Regions from separate parts of the Rattus norvegicus genome. Here region 2 is linked to region 1. The links are chromatin contacts, called in public Hi-C maps. All regions are on one chromosome and are shown on one strand. The core of a region is the stretch at or near the end of the contact, and the rest is flanking DNA. Distances in the headings are between cores, read along the strand shown.

Evidence for each region. Hi-C and Micro-C count contacts between places; a contact is called where the count stands out from the background.
Region 2: a contact with region 1 is called in a Hi-C map of liver, with 3 times the contacts expected there. The contact joins the promoter of Actrt3 here to the promoter of Sec62 in region 1. A contact is called at or near these places in 2 of 12 Hi-C or Micro-C datasets (both in liver) and 1 of 1 datasets of contacts at active chromatin or transcription factors (oligodendrocytes).

What each region holds. Positions count from the first base shown.
Region 1 is chr2:114,523,776-114,529,488 of GRCr8, forward strand. It overlaps Sec62 (SEC62 homolog, preprotein translocation factor), which reads right to left and starts at 2,930. Exons shown (of 8, transcript NM_001393776.1): 1 at 2,276-2,930. The coding sequence starts at 2,311.
Region 2 is chr2:114,723,368-114,729,248 of GRCr8, forward strand. Actrt3 (actin-related protein T3) reads left to right here and starts at 4,167. Exons shown (of 2, transcript NM_001108942.2): 1 at 4,167-4,389; 2 at 5,235-5,881. The coding sequence starts at 4,190. Trnav-aac1 (transfer RNA valine (anticodon AAC) 1) reads right to left here and starts at 3,058; the gene lies at 2,986-3,058. It overlaps Mynn (myoneurin), which reads right to left and starts at 2,085. Exons shown (of 8, transcript NM_001399702.1): 1 at 1,459-2,085; 2 at 378-674. The coding sequence starts at 643.

The DNA of each region.
Region 1 (5,713 bases), core at 1,680-4,179:
GTAATTCAACCAAATCTGACTTTAAACAGAACATCAAGTGACAGGAAACTCACCAGATAGTATAACTGCTTTTGTTTTAAAGTCTTTGAATAGTTTTTTTCTGTAACAATCTCTGAACTTTGTCATTACATTTGATCTCTTTATCTCAGGTGATGCCAATATCAGAGTTTTTCATTCTCGACAGGAATATGAGAACTGATGAATTCCCTAGCAAAATTGGAAGAGGCTGAAGAATGTCTCAGTGGTTAAAAGAGTATGCCCTGCTTTCCCAGAACCTCAGTTTGGATGCTAGCACCCTATGACTCCAGTTCCAGTCGAGCTGACATTCCATTCTGGCCTCAACTAACACCTGCACCATGTACACATACCACACATGCACACATAACCAAAAAAAAAAAAAATTGTTGGGCTATATAAAAAAGGTACTTCTGTAAGATCTTCCACAAACATTCTATACTGCCATATAAAAACTTATTTTGATGGGAAAAAATTTAAATTTCATAATACCAAGCTGACTTGTAATAACTAGAGTCTCAAATAACCAGAGAGTAAATAGCTATATTTCATATACCTTACAGCCTAATGGTTAATTTACTGGATAGATAGTTGTTAACTATCTGTAAGCTTATTAAGGAGTGCTTAACAAAAAACAATATAACTAACCTAATTTCTTTATTCTGGTGAAGGAGGGCATTTTTAATAACTTTTAGTAAGTCATTAACTTAATCTTTTTATACCAAATCTACAACCCTAAAAACTTTCCTTTTTCAAAGGTAAACGATCCTTCTCACAAATGCAGAAGTTGAGGAAAAAAAACAAAACACCAACCAAACAACAAATCTTGCTTATTAATTGGTGGAACTGGAGTACAAACAAGCATAAGATAACTTGGACACTACCGTTACAGTACCATAAAGCCTCTTTACCTACCTTTCTGTTTAACATAAGCTCACAACTGAAATATGAGCGATTTGAAAAGTACAGTATATTCCTTTGTGACAATATTGAAGAACAGATAAAACTGTAAGAGAATGTGTACTAAAGAGCAAAGCAGTACAAATTTGGCCAATGGCAAACCAAACTAGTACAGGAGGCACAAATTTAACAACTTCAATACACATTGTAATAAAATAATTATCCATGTTGAACTATAGTACTAAATTTCAAAAGCCTAGGAATAGCATAATTAGAAATGTCTATTGTCTTGGCACTCTGGTTTGAAAACCTATGTGAACTTGGACTCTTCTGTAACCTGTTCAAAATTATTTTGTCATGCCTGCCAATTTCCACACTTACTCAACACTGGTATCTTTCCCACAGTATAGTTTTCAACTGTAACTTACATAGTTCAAAAGGCCTACAAGGCCAAGAAGTGGATAAGCCTTTTAAAAATGGATATAAAACGAAAACAGAAAAAGTCATCCTAAGTGGGGAACAGAAAGACAAGAATGAGTGTAACAACTTGCGACTGACATATTAACAACTTAGTAGGTGCCATCAACTTATGCCTTTGGTTTCTGGGTGAGCTCTTGAGGCACTCACATCAATGTTTAAGGTGCATCGAACAATAGACACACAACTGGGAGAAGAAAACTGCGGGGAAGAGATGCTCAGGTGACATTAATAGGGGATGAGGAAGGCATATTATGTAGGGCGTGAGGTTGACAAGCTGGCATGTGAAAGGTTTCTGGGTGCCACCAGCCCATTGCAGCACCGACCAGGCAGGGTTTGTTTACATCGTATCGCCTGGAAGAAGGCCGGCAAGCTTCAAGCCGACTATTCGGTTAAAAGAACCAGTGAGAGGGGGAAAGGAGGGCAGACGCCGCTTAACATCTGGAAGGAGCCCTCGGGCCGGGCCCGGGTCAGCGGAGCGTCCGTCTGGAAGCACAAAGAACCGGCGGCGGTGCCTCAGGTCAGCCCTCCTTCCACCCCAGTTACCGTGGCATTAATATCCGGAGCGCCAGGGGCACGGAGGAGGGAGGGAAGGCCGGCGCCCGGCGTCCGCGCTCCGGAGGAGACTGGCTCCCCGCGCAGGCCCGGGCCCTCCGCCGCAGGAACGCGGGGCCGGACGCGGGATTCGAGCGCCGCGCCTCCTTCCTTCCTTCCCCCGCTGCTCCACAGACCCCTCGGCCGAGCGGCCGCTAGCACCGCCCCGACACGGGCCCGTCACGGCGCCGCGACCCTGCGGCAACAGCCTCCGGGCACCGGGTCGCTTGGGATGTCTCCCCTTGTCCCTCCTTGTCCCAGCGCGCCCGAGCCCCCCGCGGCCCCCGACCTGGATCCGCTTCTTGTGTCGCCTGCGTTCCGCCATGTTGGCCGCTCCGCCCGGTTCCTTCTGACGTGGAGCGAGCAGGGGAGGGGGGGCGGTGGAAGTCTCGCGAGAGTGCGGCGGCTCGCGGCCCGTTATGTAACCCGCCGCGGGCTGTGGGCTGGGGGCAGCCGAGGGCCGGGCTCTGTGGTCTTCGTTCCTGTCCCTGGGGTGGCGGGCGGTGGAGGCTGGGCCCGGGAGGTCGGCGCGAAGTGAGTCAGAGCGCTGGAGGCCGGCAAGAGGCTTCGGCTCTCAAGCCTGACTGAACGTCGGAGTCACCTGGCTGGCGTGTAAATACAGATCCCCGGGCCCCACCCCTCGGAGTCACCGACGCCGGTGAGGCCTTTGCTGAGGAAAGGACCTGGACCACCGGGACCCAAAGCGTCACCTATGCCGCTTCCTGCCCCAACAAGCTCCGTGGCACCCCACTTCAGTCCCATGAAGTTCCCTTTAAAAGATGGAAAGCGACTCCTTTAAGGAGCATAGGGAGTTACACAGCTTGTTCCCAAAGGCTTGGAATGCCCACTCATCACGTGACTCTTCATAACCCATCCTTAGAATTCAGAAGTCGAGAAGAGCCCCGGGAAGTTAGTAAGATGGAAAGGAGCAAGACTAGTTGGGATGCAGTGGACTGCAGGTCACTTCTAGTCTTGCTAGATGACTGCTGTTTTAGAACCTTCTAGACCAAAGACATGAGTTGTTAAGTGCTTAGATACACGCTCTGATGACATTGTAGCTGTGGAAAGTTGGGAAACTACAGAAAAGATAGAACTAATAAAGTTTAATTCTACCCCTCAAGTCAGTTAATCATTTTAAGTTTCTTTCGTCCTTTACACACTTTGTGTGTACATGTTGAATTTGTACGTCTTCTCTGTTCCTAAACATGGAATTTGGTAGCCTGCTTTGTCTCACTTTTGCATTGCAAACTTAATTTCAAAATCTTTAAAGTTTCTATTTCATATATCTGACGTACAAATGTGTAATTGAGGCAAAGTACTGTAGTTTGATGGCTGATCTTTTATAAAGTAAGGTAGCTGAAGGTGGGTGGTTTTTGTTTATGACTATGCTATTCTATTCTCTCTCTCTCTCTCTCTCTTTTTTTTTTCCGGAGCTGGGGACTGAACCCAGGGCCTTGCGCTTGCTAGGCAAGTGCTCTACCACTGAGCCAAATCCCAAACCCCGCAATTCTATTCTCAAGGGAGCAATTTCTTTTCCTTCCCTCTGTGATGTCAGGAAGCAGGGGAGAACTGATAATTCTTACCTATTAACCCAAAACTTGGAATATACAATATCTTTTGTTTTCTCTAGTACTGCTTATCCAAATGATTGTCAGAACCTGGCATAGGACAAGCTAATAACTAACATGATCTTCCTGAGATGGTTTGCCCCAGATTAACATAGTCCATGGCAGGCTTGCATCCATAGGCAAGGCCCAGGAGAAAATCATTTTAGGAAAGATTTCCTAATAATATGCTTCTCCTGTTATTATTAAACATATATAATACTCACTAGGTATTAGCCCACCCTTTTGAGCAGATCTCTGACAAATCTGTACTGTCTTGTAGGGATGCTATATAGACATATAGAAGACTTAATTTCTAATGATCATCCTATAAGAATTCCTAAAACTATATCAGCATTTATTAAGCTGTCAAAAAGGCAGTAAGGGTTCTGCCAGTCTCTGTCACCAGTTAATTGCTTCTACTACTCAAGAGTACATTCCAAAAGGTTGTAAAACCAAAGATCATAGAAAGGGAACTGTGACTTATAGGTGCTAAGACAGAGGATAAAGTGTTGACTGGGTTTATCTATACAAAACTTCACTAACAGCTTAGTTATGGTTTTTAGCTCTCAATGAACTTGTGGAGTTGTGACAGGTGGTCAATGAGCCAGCTATTTACTCCTAATGGATATGTATGTAAACATTCTCTATTATGAACTTCTATTTCAATTTGTGATATGAATTTATGTGTAAACTTGTAATAAACTTTTCACCATGTGATCATGTATTCTGAAAGATAAATAAGTGCTGCGGACAAAGAAAAGAGACAGAACACTTTTTGGTCAGACCCGAACAGAACTTTTTAGAACAAAATGGGGATAATTTTTTAGTCGGGACATAAGAGAAATTTTTAGACAGAACTAAACTCAAGAAGAACTTAGAAGTAAAGGCGTAGCATTGGGAGAAAAGGCATTGAGAGTAAGAGCATTACTGTGACATCAGAGCAGGAGGGAAGAGCAAGATTAGAAGGAGAATGTAGAGTGGAATAACTTAGAAACTATAAGGTAACATAAAAACCTAAGAGAGCAATGTGCGGAATGCAGAAGGAAAGAGGAAAAAAGAAGCAGCAGAGAACAGAAGGAGCAGGCAGACTTCTCCTTACCGTGGGACAGAACAGGTCATTTCTTAAAAACAAATCAGTCTTAGTCTTATTAAAAGGAAGAAAGCTTTTTTCTTACAAACTTGGGTTTAATTTATTTAGCATTAAAAGGGTAGAAGCTATTTCTCTATGCAATAAAGATTGGAGCCCATTTTTCATCCTGAATGAGTGAGTTCTTTCTGCACTAGCAATTGGTCCAAATGCGTATGTAAGTGTGTGTGTGTGTGTGTATGTATGTGTGTGTGTGTGTGTGTGTGTGTGTGTGAGAGAGAGAGAGAGAGAGAGAGAGAGAGAGAGAGAGAGAGAGAGAATATGTACTTATGGGAATGCACGCAAGCTGGATCCAACTGGCTTTAATGGAAATGTATAAATGCATGTGTGAATCTGTATATGAATTTATGTGAGTTTATGCGTATTTGCTTATGTAAAAGTTTTTCCTTCTGTCATGGAGATTCTCTTCTCCTGGTCCAATAGAAGTTTATTGCTCCAAACTTCACCCTAGCCTGACAAGCAAGAGGCATCTGGACAAGAGGGGAGAGGCTCTAGCAATTAATCCTTCACTTAATTTCCTGCTGTTTTAGGATGAGATGCTAAATGCCAGAGATTGCAGTTTATGTTCAGAGGAACACAGAAGGCAGGCCAGCTACAGTAGCAAAGTAATTAGACTTGATAAGTAAGTCAGCTACAGTAGCATAGTAACTTAAGTCAACTTTTTATTATTATACAGCAACCCTAAATATCTCCTAAGACAAAGTCTTACCCTCCACTGATGCTCTTCCCCCTCTGCTGCCTCAAGGAAAACCAATTAGAAAGAAGACTCTTCTGGGGCTGGTCCCTGGCAAATGATGATTCCATTCTGTACTTCTTCATTTGGAAGACATGAGACTATTTTTTGTTGTTTTTTATTTATTTTGTCATTGGTGGTGGTGGTTTTGTTTTATTTTGTTTGTTTATTTTTTGAGACAGTATTTCTCTGTGCAGACCAGGCTGGCCTTGAACTCACAGAGATCTGCCTGCCTTTCTG
Region 2 (5,881 bases), core at 2,917-5,416, 200 kb after region 1:
ATTCTTTACCTTAATGTGTTTTGTTTGTTTGTTTGTTTTTGTTTTTTTTTCAAGACAGGGTTTCTCTGTGTAGCCCTGGCTGTCCTGGAACATGTTCCATTTGCTCAGGCTGGCCTCAAATTTACAGGGCCTGCCTCTGCCTTTCACCACACAGCTTTAATGTGGTTTGTTTTTCTGTTTGCTTTGTCTTCTTGTCTTTGTGCTTACCAAACATCTTTTCATCCTAAACAGAGCTACTCAAGCTATAGTGTGTGTGTTTGTGTGCTGTGTATCAACACTGAAAATTAGTGTGGAGAGCAAATGGGAAAAATATGAATCTATTTTAGCTCTAAAGATTTTGACTAGACTTTATAACTGAATAAAAACGTGTACTTTACCTGTCGAGATTTAAAGTTCCTGTATATATAAACTCCAACAGTTTCTGAAATCCGTCAGCCTTCACCTGACTCTGATCAAGAAAAACATTGTTCTCAGAAGTGCTTCTGTAGATCGCACCAAAATACTCACTAAAGGAGGCAAGCACATTCCTATGCGCCTTGAACTGGAATTCTCCAATCACTATGGTACAGTCACAAAGAAATCCTGCTTCTCGTTGTTTATTCAGTCTCTCTAAAAGGTGCTCACAGTGGTGTGAATACTGCATTTTGGTATCAGAATGGTATTTTACCCTTGATCTAAAAGACAAAAAGAAACAGTGAATTGATAACCATAAGCTCTCATCAAACACTCACCCATGCAGAAGTAAGGGAGGGTGGAGAAGGGACAAAAGACTAAACGAAGAACACAGCTCCCACTTCGTCCCCAACGTCGTCCATAAGCCCCATAGAACACTCGTAGCGATTAAATGCTTTTCTTTGTTTTACAGCACTAGAACATTAATGCAATAAACGGCAGTGAACAAAACCTATGTCACCAGTTGTAAAGAGGGCGGTAAAATTCTAAGCCTTTAGAGTTGACCCCTCAAACTTTCAATCTCCAACAGACATCTTCACCTGAAGGTGCTTAAACAAATAAACTAAGAAATGACTCCTTGAAACAGAGGACAAGAACATGATACGAGTTGTTTTCATTGCTCTCCTATCGCTGAAACCTGTAGGCTGAGATGGTGAGGTTCCAAGCGCAAGGCAAGTACTTGCAAGGGGGCGGGAACGCCCGGACTAGACAAGTCAAAGGTTCCATCTCTCTGGAGGACACACCCCTTGCCCGCTGCAAGCCGGGCAGCAACGGAGGGTGACAGTCCCAGCCAGTCTTCCCCAGCCTCCGCTGCCCTGCCCTCCCAGCTCGCACTCCCGCGAGTTCCCACGGCACGGGCCATGACTATAGCCACCGCGGAGGTTGCCTCTCCCAGGACACCCTCCTTCGCCCCGAATCGCGCTCGATCTCCGAGGCACCAGGCCACATAAGACCCCGGGGTCCCAGAACGGAGGGACGACAGGCCAGGAGGAGGGCGGCACTCACCCGTATCCGCCCAAGGGAAACAGTTTCTTCACTCTCTCACCGCCATCTTGGGAGGACGTCACCGCGACGCTCCTCCTCTCCCTGCCTCCTCCGCCGTCGCGTCACGTCCGGATGTGTGGTCCATGGGGACACCGGAGATAGGACTCTAGGTGTCCACTAGGGCCGGCGAGCTGGGTCTCTGAGCCCTGACTTCCCGGCATGCCCAGGTCTCCGGATCACACCTCACTGCTGACTTACATCCTGCGCCAGACGCTCACTTGTCAGCCCACCGCTGTCGGCCCAGAATCTGGGCGGAGACCCGGCTCAAGTGCACAGCCGGCCTCTCCAGGAACCGCGCTGCGCGCTGCATGCTGGGAGTTGTAGTTCTTTTTCTCGCCTGTCATCCTGTCTTCATTAGCGCCCCTCCAGTGGAGATGACTGCGTTGTGCACCCTGGTTCTTGACCGTGGTGGGTGGGAGGGATATGCTTAAGTCGAGACCAATCACTCCTTCCTCTTTTGCATATCCGAAAGCTCTTGGGACCCCCAGAGTTCTGTTTGAGCCGGCACACCGAAACTCATCTTCCAGAATGCCCTTACCTGGTGACAGAGGCTGAGATGCAGGAAAGCAAAGCAAAGCAGCAGGGCACACTGGGCATGCGCAACGTGAGAGGAAGGTGGGCTTTCTACCGGAAAAGGTTTTCCTGCTTCTGACCCAGAATAATTTTAGCACAATTATTTACCTCGAAATCAGAGTTAGTGCAGTAAAGGGAGAAGAGCAAAGTTATCGCTGCGCTATACAAAAGCGTCAAAAAGTTTTGATGTGTTCGTGCAGATTCTTCCCTAGAACCTGCGGACGTCATAAATATTAAAAAGCACAACTGAAACGTTTGTTGTTAAAAGTCATATTTCTGGACTTAAAAATGTTGAAGCTACTTTTTATATTTCTGAGTATAAATTTCCTTTTAATTCCACCTTTTTGTCAAATTTTCGATAATGTGTTAATTCTGAAATATTTAGTGAACTTGACATATAAATTAAGAATAAAATTTACCACTACCCGAAGACTACGCATGGACAGACCCATGGCTCCAGCTGCATATGTAACAGAGGATGGCCTTGTTGGGCACCAATGGGAGGGGAAGCCCTTGGTCCTGCAAAGCTGGAGCCCCAGTGCAGGGGAATGTCTGAGCAGTGAGGCAGGAAGGGGTGCGTGGTTGGGTGGGGGACCACCCTCATAAAAGAAGTGGGAAGGGATGGGATAGGGAGCTAGCTTATGGACGGGAAACCGGAAAAGGGAATAATATTTGAAATGTAAATTTTAAAAATCCAGTAAAAAATAATAAAATAAAATAAAATAAAATAAAATAAAATTTAGCCTGGCATGGAAGGGAAAATGGAAACTCCAGAGGGAAAAACTGAACACAGAGATGCTCCAGAGCATAGAGCTAAGAGAAAATGAAAGGAAAGTCTTCTAGGATCAGCAGCAACCTACCTCATCAGTTCTTTTTGTTTGGTGTTTTCCTGTCTGTTATTGGTTATAAAAATCGTGTTTCCGCCCGGTTTCGAACCGGGGACCTTTCGCGTGTTAGGCGAACGTGATAACCACTACACTACGGAAACCTGGCTGCCTCCTCTTGCTGAAATAGTTCCTCTTATGTTCTCATGCATGCTTCACAAGTTTTAAAATTCATGCATTTTTCAACGAGGAAAGAAAGAAAGAAAGAAAAAAAAGTAAACTGAACAGAGCACAGTTAACTGACTGAACAGTGCTGAAACTATTTCAAAAGTTTGAACTTGTTCTCTCCCTCTCTCTCCGGCTGGAGAAGCCTCAGCACGCCAGAGACTGTGAAATGGAGCAGAACCGTGCTTCAGCCGTTTTCTGGTGGGAGGACGTATAAATTACCTTTCCCCATCCTGCTTCGAAATACCTGCCAAAGCTTCTAATTTGTGTACTTTTTAAAAACCCTAAGGGACGCGCGAAATCAGACACCAAGACGCTCATTTTTGCCACGCAATGAATGTACTTTTTTTTTTTTTTTTTTTTAGCTGAACTTCATAATGATCTAAGACATTTATATTCCTTACCAAGTGGCAGTTCCTATTCCTAATACAATCAACCCCAGGAAATGAACGTTATCTTCATAGGATCTAGAGATATAATCCGAAAACGATGAAATGGGGGGGGGGGGGAGTAAAGAAGGAAAGAAGGGAGGAAAGTAAGGAAGGAGGAAATGAGGGGGAAAAATAAAGGAAGAAAAGAAGGGAGGCAGGGAGGAATAAAGGAAAGAGAAAGGAGAAAGGACAAGGAGGAAGGAGGGGAGCCAAGCATCCCAGAACTCAGAGTCTGAAGAGGGGAATTCGAGGCTAGCCTGTGCTAAGATGCGGAACACCATCTTATGTTCATTTGTAGAAACCACAGGAAAGATATAACATTGTTTACTATGCAGAACATAAACTCGTTTCACACCCCAGCCTCTGCTGAAGTTGATCCTTACAGAAGCCAGGCAGAACCTTCCTACAACAATATTCCCAAGCCTTTCCTGGGTTTCAGGGTCCTTCCTCCTGTTTCCCACTCCTGTTAACCAGAGATCAAGGACTTGGGAGAATCTCAACCCACGGAAGCGGTCTCAGGAGGCACCGCGCGTCACGCGGGCCAGCAGATGGCGCGGTCCTCTGTGACGCGGGGCACCTGTCCCCAGCACAGCCAGCGAAGGAGCGGTCCGGAGGCGCAGATGCAGCAGCACCGGCAGCATGAGCAGCTACCAGCCACCAGTGGTGATCGACAACGGCTCGGGAATGATCAAGGCGGGCCTGGCTGGGGCCCGGGAGCCCCAGTTCGTCTACCCGAATATTCTGGGCCGGACCAAGAACCACAGCCCTGCGGCTGACAGCAAGCAGGAGCTGCGTGTGGGTGATCAAGCGCAGGAGCGCAGGAGCTTCCTGTCCATCAGGTACTGCAGGACGCTAAAGTCTGGGTCTGTGTGGAAGTGGGTGGAGAGCCCACAGCTAAAGCCTCCGGGAAAGGACCAGGAAAGGAACCCCAAGGCCTCAGCCAGCCACCCGTTACACAAACTTCTGTTCTCTGTGCACAAATATATTCAAACACACAGTGGCCATTCGTGTTAGACGTGCCTGCATAAGAACGTGACTTGATGTATGGCATTTGTCGTGTGGTGAGGTCCCTTTAACCATTTACTATACTTGAATAACGTAGGAAGTTTCCAACTTTTTGAAGTCACATTCTCCAAGGAGGAGAAAAATGGCAAAGCAAAATGACTGCAGAGAAAAGTAGTCGTGCTATTTACTGGAAGTTACCATGATAAATACTCTCCCTTTAGATGAAAAAGAGCAGAAAGGGAACGTGTTAATGGCTTCTGTCTAGGAATGGTACCCTGCACCTTTAATAAGGCAAAGACAGGGGAGTCTGTGAGTTCCAGGCCAAGTTGGTTTGCATACTGAGCCTATCTGTCTATTTATTTGATAGGATTTCTCTGCGTAGCCCTGGCTGTCCTAGAACTCATTCTGTAGACCAGACTGGTCTCAAACTCAGAGATCTGCCTGCCTCTGCCTCTTGAGTGCTGGAGGCAAGTGTCATGGGTTCTAAGGCAGCGAGGACAGCGTAGAGAGACTCTGTCTCAAAACAAGAACTATAATAATAATAATAATAATAATAATAATAATAATAATAATAACAACAACAACAACAACACAATACTTTTAAAGCCAAATCTAAAAACCACCACTAACAACAACCATAAAAACACAAGACATATATTTTTTTTTGTTCCCCCTCCAGCTATCCAGTGGAACGGGGTCTCATTTCTTCCTGGGGAGACATGGAGATCATGTGGAAACATATCTATGACTACAACCTGAACCTGAACCCCAGCGATGGCCCGGTCTTGGTTACAGAACCGGCTCTCAACCCATTGGCAGACCGGCAGCACATCTCCGAAGTGTTTTTTGAAAATCTGGGAGTCCCTGCCTTCTATATGTCTGTCCAGGCTGTGTTGGCTCTGTTTGCTGCTGGTTTTACCACTGGCCTTGTGCTGAACTCAGGTGCTGGGATTACTCAGTGTGTGCCCATCTTTGAGGGTTACTGCCTATCACATGGTGTAAAACAGCTAAACGTGGCAGGAATTGACCTCACCAACTACCTCATGATGTTGCTGAAGGATGATGGTATCATGCTGCTTAGAACTGGGGACAGAAAAACTGTCACAGACATTAAGGAGAATGCTTGCTATGTGGCAATGAACTATGATGAGGAAATGGTCAAGGAATCTAACGTAGAGAAAATGTACACCCTCCCTGACGGGAAGACTGTAAAACTCCGTAAGCAGGTATTCCGCTGCCCGGAGGCCCTCTTCTCTCCGTATCTTGTGAATGTGGATGCTCCTGGCATCGACAGGATATGCTTCAGCAGTATAATGAAGTGTGATG